Regions from separate parts of the Zea mays genome. Here regions 1 and 2 are each linked to region 3. A link is a contact called in public Hi-C data. All regions are on one chromosome and are shown on one strand. The core of a region is the stretch at or near the end of the contact, and the rest is flanking DNA. Distances in the headings are between cores, read along the strand shown. Region 1 holds the start of LOC541873 (homocysteine S-methyltransferase 1). Region 2 holds the start of LOC103639433 (protein OBERON 4). Region 3 overlaps LOC109942414 (a long non-coding RNA gene).

The links. Hi-C and Micro-C count contacts between places; a contact is called where the count stands out from the background.
Region 1: a contact with region 3 is called in a Hi-C map of tassel, with 2.7 times the contacts expected there. The contact joins the promoter of LOC541873 here to the enhancer-like site in region 3. A contact is called at or near these places in 12 of 25 Hi-C or Micro-C datasets (ear, endosperm, leaf and 3 more) and 1 of 3 datasets of contacts at active chromatin or transcription factors (seedling).
Region 2: a contact with region 3 is called in a Hi-C map of leaf, with 9 times the contacts expected there. The contact joins the promoter of LOC103639433 here to the enhancer-like site in region 3. A contact is called at or near these places in 2 of 25 Hi-C or Micro-C datasets (leaf and tassel).

What each region holds. Positions count from the first base shown.
Region 1 is chr9:152,473,657-152,476,356 of Zm-B73-REFERENCE-NAM-5.0, reverse strand. It overlaps LOC541873 (homocysteine S-methyltransferase 1), which reads left to right and starts at 1,385. Exons shown (of 7, transcript NM_001111541.1): 1 at 1,385-1,646. The coding sequence starts at 1,494.
Region 2 is chr9:152,775,448-152,778,147 of Zm-B73-REFERENCE-NAM-5.0, reverse strand. It overlaps LOC103639433 (protein OBERON 4), which reads left to right and starts at 1,320. Exons shown (of 3, transcript XR_004852834.1): 1 at 1,320-2,700.
Region 3 is chr9:152,624,930-152,627,629 of Zm-B73-REFERENCE-NAM-5.0, reverse strand. LOC109942414 (a long non-coding RNA gene) reads left to right here. Exons shown (of 2, transcript XR_002265185.1): 1 at 1-687; 2 at 827-1,353. Among protein-coding and RNA genes, the nearest start is that of LOC109942414, 6.0 kb to the left of the region's middle. Within about 2 kb of position 1,444, at least 17 of the 20 cell types and tissues checked have an H3K27ac peak or open chromatin away from gene starts, as enhancers often do. A contact at or near this core is called in ear, endosperm, leaf and 2 more, where this site is marked.

The DNA of each region.
Region 1 (2,700 bases), core at 136-2,635, 150 kb after region 3:
ATATCTCTTTCCTCTCCAACAACGTTCTCTAAAATATAAATCACGTCCTCTATACGCAAATATCTATATTAGAGACATTTTTTATTTTTTACTTTTTGTATATACATATTTGTCATACTCTTAAATTTATTGTACATATTTTAGTTTTACTAAATCGATTATTTAAAGTTTTCAAATAGATAGAGGACCGTTTAGAAAAAAAACTATACATAGAGAGAGAATCCAGCAGCGTTCTCTAAATTTAGAGGACGCTACTGGAGAGCGTAGAGGATCGTTTGATCCTCTATATTTAGAGTACAGTAGGCTGTAGGAGCTTTTGTTGGAGCCAGGCTTGGAAAAGGAACAGAAGTCCATGGTGGTGGCGCAAACTGAATCGATGGACTGCCTCGCTACCCACGTTTCGCATTTTGTGGAATGAAGCAAGCAGCAAGGCAACGAAGTCCAGTTCTGTTGGCTCGGTTCATTCTGGGGTAGGTTCAGTTGAATGTTGCCGGATACCGTGGTGTGTAATGAACCGATTACCACACCTTCGGCACTCTTGGGTGGTTGCACCGCGCCCAACTCTTGGAGTGCACTGCACTGTCCTCCGATACGTCACGTCTAAGAAGACTAGAAGAGGACGGTCTTCTATGAGAACATTGGGCTGGCCACAGTATGTATGTAGCTGCAAAAAAAAAAAAAAATGTCGAAATTTACCGCAAAAAAAAAGAGAGTTCATTTTATGGCTGACAATTCATTGCATGTTTGAGTTATAGTAAAAAGGTTATGCTCATATGACTGAGTTATAGATTTATTTAGATAAATTTACAACTAAATTAGTTTTACTGAGATTTATCACAAATTCAAGTAAATTAAATGAAAAAGAAGAAAAACATCACGTAAACAGCCAGGAGGTCACGTCGGATCTTGAAAGATAAGTGAGGAGTTATATCTGATTTTATAGTTAAGGGAGGAAATATGAGTTTTGTGTGATCGAGAGAGATAAAATATACTTTTTTCCAATTTTACCCGCTGACCATCTCCCTCTGCTGCACCGCCCACCCCATCCCGATGAAACTGTGGAAATACAGTTTGCGTCAGCAAGAGAAAATTTCTCGTGTTAAGAAAGACAACAAAATTCCGGTTACAATACGGCATATCGTTGAAAGTGCGCCGGGTTCAAACGCGAAGCAACGGCATACCGTCGTGGTCCTGGACTGGACCTGGATGGTCCAGCTGTTCTGCGAGCGCACCTACCCCAGAAACCAGTCCGCGTTCGTTGCCACGCTCGATCGGATTGCTTTGCTTCTCGCCAAATTTAGTGGTCGTGTACCTACCCTAAAGGCCTAAACCATCTCATTCTCACCGATATATATACATCCCTCTCCGTCTCCCTACCGCTCCCGTCCCGTCCGCTGCTGGCTCTGCATATCCCGCGCCCGACTCCCGTTGCTGCGTGCGGCGGCCCGACTAGTCGCGCCGCGCTCGGGCTCGGCTTGATTGAACCGGCCGGGATGGGGGTGTTGGAGGACCTCGTGGCGAGAGCGGGCGGGTGCGCGGTCATCGACGGCGGCTTCGCCACGCAGCTAGAGGCGCTCGGCGCCGACATCAACGACCCGCTCTGGAGCGCCGCTTGCCTCATCACCAGGCCGCACCTCGTCAAGGAGGTAATAACAGCTCTGGGCCAACGACCCGCCGGGCCGGCATGTTTTACGCTGTATGTTTGCAGTTGCGATGCAATGCGTGCGACCCCCAACAGGCGCCATCTGTTTGCTGTGTTTCTGTTCTCCACGAGTACCCACGAGAAATAAACTATTGCTGCGCTAGATGTGAATGTGATCCTGCAGATACTGAGTTTGCGCATGTTGTTAATGGGTTGGGTTCATGTAGGTTTAATCGGTTTGGTTTTTAAGTGGGTGCATTTTAGATGGGAGGGAACGGGCTGGGTTGGTTTTAACAGAAAATTGGGCTGGGTGATTTAGGATTTGGTACTTTTTTTTGGGGGGGGGGGGGGGGGGGGGGGGGGTTGAATGGGTTGAACTCATAGGTTGATGTTGCATTTTTCATTATTGTACTTTACATTTATATTGATTTGAGATAGACTTAGTCACTGAGTGTAACACAAATTACATAGGCAGTACGTTAATTTAAGGTGGGGGTCCATGTGTTGTGTTTATCTTAGCACACTAATTCGTATAGAGTAGCGTTATGGTACTTTGAATCTTATCTAATAAATTTTAGTTAACTTTGTTAAAAATTTAAGGTGCGGTGCGGATGCAAATTTTTATTTCTAGGGTTTGGCTTTTGATCTGGGTCGCTTGTGTAGATCTTGCCGTGCTAACTGCCACATATTAGCTTCATAGTATTTTGGATCCTATTTAACAAATTTTATTTCATTTTATTAAAAAATTAAGATATGAACGCCAGCTTCATAATATTTTGTAAATACTTAACAGATTTCAATCAATTTCGATAAAATTTTAAGATATGAACGTGAACTCTTATTTTTAGGGTCTGATTTTTGAGTGGTCCCATGTGCTGACACAGATTATTTTCGTGATCTTTTGAATCCTGTTTGACAAGTTTCAATCAATTCCGATAAATTTTTAAGGTGTCAATGCGAGCTTTTGTTTCTAAGGTCTGACTTTGATGTGGGGCCCACATATTGATCTAGTAGTCCTAATTCGTATGAATTAGTTAACTGTTGCATTAAACCATTTG
Region 2 (2,700 bases), core at 71-2,570, 150 kb before region 3:
TAGGGTTTAGTGCTACAGCTTGGTACAGATCATATCAACATCCTAGTGAGTTTGAAAAAGTAAAACTAACAAATTTTGATAACTTCAAATGAATATTTGCGCATTTAAAACACCCTATGTAAAATGTTATAAATTATAATGTTGCAAACCACATGGAGATCTACAACTTTTGTGTATGTATTGTCAACATCTGAAACTGTTAAAAAAATTAAAACTCAATGCCAAATTTTGATGATTTAAAACGTGTACTTGAGCACCTATGGCACCCCTCTCCTTAAAATCACCCTTCCATCCTAGACTATAAGTTATTTCATTTTTAGATAGTAAAATCATCTAAAAAATAGTCAAATTTATGTAATAAATTTATAATATTTGTGACACTAAATAAGTATTATTGTATTCTTCATCAATTATATTTTATAGTATATCTCATCGATGTCAATCATTTTGCAAAATTATCTATAATTTTAATCAAATTTGAGATGTTGTGACCCTCCTAGAAAGCTAGAATGACTTGAAATAGTCAAAGAGGGTGGTTTATTTGGTTTTGAAAGTCGAAAAGATTACTCCCTTCATCTCAAAATATAATTCGTTATATACTAAACACACATTCATTAATTAACCTATGAATATAGTTTGTATATACGTATATCTACATTCATTATTATTTATTTAAACACAGACAAAAAAGGGCTAGAAAGAACTATATTTTAGAATCTAGGGAGTATAATTTTTAGTATTGAAGTTGAGTTTTTTTATTAATGCTCGGCGCCAAAATAGGGGGTTAAACGGACCTCACTCTTTTCTAAAATGTTATTTAATGTTAATATCCGGAAGTGATGGGCTCTCGTTTTAAAAGGGCTACGTAAGTTCTCTTGGGCTCTCGTTTATCTGGTTTTGCAGTTGGTCGACCCAAGTAGCGCTCCATCGGCGGGGGTCTGGGGGGGAGTACGGATGGCACCAGGACGGGCCTGCCAGCGTAGAGGTCAAAAAGGTCAAAGCGGCTGATTCGGTGATTCCTCTTCTCTCCGACCTAGGGAAGCAGCAGTCAAAAAGCTGACCCACACCTCCCCCACCCCCACCCACGAGCCATCAACTCACCTCCCCGCCGCATCCGACCACTCACCAGTCACCCCCACCACCGGCACCAACCCAATCCCTGCACCTCTACTACACCCATCACCACCGCCACCCAATCCTGTGCGTCCACGCTCCCGCCCTCCCGCGACGCGCCGAGCGGCTGCGGCGTCGATCCCGTGCTGCCTGTTCCGCCCGCGCGCCCCGGATCTGGCGCCCTGCGCTTTGCCAGTCCGCACCGGCTCTCACGTGGAGTGGACGGAGACTGCACGTCTCCACCTCCACCCCACCTCATCTTCTCTGCACCGGGGCCCTGCTCGCTCGATGACGGCGGGCCCCGGCGAGCCGCACGCACGAAAGCCAGTAGCACGCAGGCCGCTTGGCCTTGGCGTCTTGGACGCAGGAGCCGCGTGTCCCTGACCCTAGCCTTGGACCCAGGGCTTTTCTCTGTTACCGCGGTAAGCCTCTGCCCTCTGGGAAAATCTCCGACCCGGGTCCAAATCCAGTCGACGGCCGTTGACTGCGAGCGAGAGGCAGTGGCTGTGGCTGGGAGCGAGCGAGAGGAGTGACTCGGAAGCAAGCGGAGGCGGCTGGAGGGACGGCAGCGGATGCGGTGACCATCTCGCGCACGCCTTTCCCCGTGAGCGCTGGTCCTGGCTTTCCTTATCTCCCCGAGCAACCCCACCGCACCCTTCTCGGTGGATCCGAGGGCTGGAGTCTCGGCGGCGGCATGAAGCGGCAGAGGTCGTACGGCGACGGTCTGGACGACGACCGGCGGAGGTTCTACGACCGCGGCCCCCCGCCGCGGGACTACGACGGCGATAGGTTCGATCGCAGGAAGGGGTTCGGTGGCGGCGGCGGGTTCCACGACAGCCGGTACCGAGACTACCCCTCCCCAAGGGGGTATGGTGGGGATCGGGCCTTGCACCGGTCCGAGAGTTTCTCTGGCTTCCGTCGGGAGTTCCCCAAGGGTTTCCGGTCGGAGCGTGACAGGTCGCGGCGGGATGGTGACGGCAGCTCGACGTGGCGTCGGCCGGGAAGCGGGTGGACGGACGCCGAGTGTTTTGAGGAGTACAGGGCACCCGCCAGGCTGGGAGCGTCATCGCTGCCTGGGCAGCCGCGGCGGTCACGGTCACGGTCGCCCAGTGAGCCGAGGAGGAGGTTTGAGGTTGCCAAGGCAGAGAAGCCGAGGAAGCACAGTGCCGGCATCAATGAGGTGGAGGAAGGTGAGCTCTCACCAGTTGCTGAGCCCAAGGCCAGGCCTGCTGCCGTGGAGCATCGGAAGCAGGTTGAGTCAAGTCGTGTAAAGGAGAAGGGACTGGAGCAAGGTAAGGCGAAGAAACTGAATTCTGGGGTCCAAGCAAATTTGGGAGCTCGAGCTAATGGATCCTCTAGTGCATCTGATCCTAACAATGCAGCGAGGGAGGAAGGCAAGAAAAGGGATGACATACTGGTAGCTGAAGCAATGGATGAAGTGCGTGAGAAGTCTTCAACAATGGTTACAGAGGAAGTCGTCAGTGGAGGACATCAGGTACAAGCACTACATGCGGCTACCACTGATTCTAGTGAGTTTGGGCTAACCACTTCACCCATGCAGCAAGGAGTGCTGCAGGAGGAAGTGAA
Region 3 (2,700 bases), core at 195-2,694:
ACTTCTGACATTACTCAGTTTCCAAACAGGATAGGTATTAATAAAGAGCAGAGAACAGTTCCAAAGCATTGTAATGTTTTTAAAACAATTGCCCCAGGTAAGGAAAGTGAGGTTGCTTGTATGATATGAAGTCATGAAAAATACTATAATAATCATGGCATAGGATGGTTGAATATGTAAATTATAAGATCCTGACCCAGCCCCTTCATAATATCCAAATTGTTGTGGACTAGTTCTGGCTACCACTTGCTAGTACTGTTCAAGAACACAAATTTGGTCTTTACGCATTTTGGCAATGCACCGAAATTCAAGGTAGGGCTTCCAAACCCCAATAGTTTTTGTACTTGAACCAATATTGCATTTAAAATTGCAAAAACATTTTTTGTTCTCCGGGAAATAGCTCAGGGTGAGGGGAACATGTCACACCTGTGTAATGTCCACGGGCGAAGTTGTTCGCTGCATCTTCCTTGTGTGAGATGAGCTGCTCAGGATGGAAAAGCTGGCGGTAAGCCCCAGTCTTCACCTCGTCAATCACAGTGGGCTCCAAGTCGACAAACAGGGCCCTTGGAACGTGCTTCCCTGCGCCCGTTTCACTGAAGAACGTGTTGAACGCATCCCTCGCGATCCCGACAGAGGTGTCACTGCAAGCGAACGGCCAAGGCTGAGAATTTGGATGCTGTGAAATCGGTGAGTTGGACACAGAAACCGGTAGCTTGTCACATGATTATCCTCGTTTCAGAAAACACGAGCTTCTTCTTTAATATGCAGGGTTGTTTATCCTATCATGTCTCTTTCTAACTTTTTAAGCAAGTGGTTTTGAACGCAGGGGTGTCATCGACTCTTAAGAGAAGATTTTTAGAGGTCAGAGCATCCAGCGAAGTTTCTCTAGCTTTTAGAGTGCTGTCTGTGATCAACAAGTAAAGATCTTCCTCAGGATTATCTCAAAAACCCAACCTTTTGAGGCGACTGCTACAAGAACCCAGATGGCAGCCCTATCTTAAATAATTATCTGAGCTGGAACTGGAATAATCATCTCAGAGAGAAGTACAGAACAAAATCTGACATAATTCTCAAGGAAAGGATGAGTTGGAATGGAAAGGGGCCTCACCTGGGCATGAGGCCGTCAGGCTGGATACCGTGCTCGAGGCAGTAGAGCTCCCAGCAAGAATTCCCTACCTGGATGCCTGCCTGCCCGATATGGATGCTGATGATCTCCCTCATCTCCCTCACGCCCCCTTGCTCTGCCTCTGAATCAGGTTATGCAGCCTCGGGAGATCAGAAGCAATTATCCCTGCACTTGCACAGGGATGAAGCCTGAGGACCGAAAAGACCTGCACCACTGCAAACGGAAAAGGTGTGTGCGGCAGGGTATAAGGGAAGGAAAGAAGACACGGCAGCGTAGCGGCGTCAACCGGAATGAACGTTCTTCAGAAAGCAGACAGCGACCGATGGGTTGTGCTACACTACACACGTTAGCCGGAAAGCAACCCGGACGGACAAAAATCAGTACTAGGTCTAGGTGTAATTGTTAACTACTGCGATGACTCATATATAGGGCCTGTTTGTTTTAGCTTCTGGCAGCTTCTGGCCACCAATAGCTTCTGGCAGCTTCTGGCCACCAAAAGCTGCTGCGGATTGCCAAACGCTCAGCTTTTCAGCCAGCTTCTATAAAATTCGTTGGAGCAAAAACCATCCAAAATCAACATAAACACATAATCGGTTAAGTCGTTGTAATAGTAGGAATTCGTCACTTTCTAGATCCTGAACCCTATGAACAACTTTATCTTCTTTCACACGTAATCGTAATGATACTCAGATTCTTCTCACAGCTAGATTCTCTCCACAACCAGATTTTCAGAAAAGCTGGTCAGAAAAAAACTGAACCAAACAAGCCTATAGCCATTTAGGGCCTACGGCACTGGAGATGATGATCGTCTACTCCGATCTGTCTGCTATGCTATGGTGGCAAACTGTCAGTGTTGGAATTATTTCCTGGCAATCATGCCATAGCTTTTCCTGCGACAGGGTTAAACAAGTCCAAGAATTCCACGTTTATGTGGCGCTAGAGTTTTCTTCCTTTTTAAGTGAAAAAAATGAACTGTTATTGGTGAAATATGTATTATCGCATACCCTTGGGGAAAACACATTCTGACACCTGAGTTGCAAATTTGCATGTTTGGGTTTCTTCTTTGTTGTCCAGGACCAAAGGGTCTACGTTCTTTTTAAACTAAATGGCAGGAGCTCTGTCTTTCAATTAAGAAGAATAGAGATTTATTCTTTTTTTAAATTAGTAGCAGGAGTTATGTCTCTTAGCCTCTTTTGGTAGGGCTCTGATTTCTCTAAAAATAACTTTGACTCTGGTTCCTTGGCATATCTGAAGGAACCAAAGCCGTTTTATAATTCGTTTGACAAAACAATTTTTTATGTGCTTCTTACGAATGGTATATGAGAAAAATATAGGACAAGACGGTAGAAGGCAAGTTTTTGATGCTTTGGGTCACAACAAAAAACGGCTCCAACTCTTAAAAGGACTCGATGAGAAGCCTTTTTTTAACCGTTTGGTAGGACTTCACGATAAGCCGAAGCTTGAGCCGTTCAAAGAGTCATACCAAAGAGACCTTTATTTAAAAAGAAATAGAGTAATAACAAGAGCTCTATCTCTCAATTAATAAGAAAAAACATATGATGCCTACAAAATAT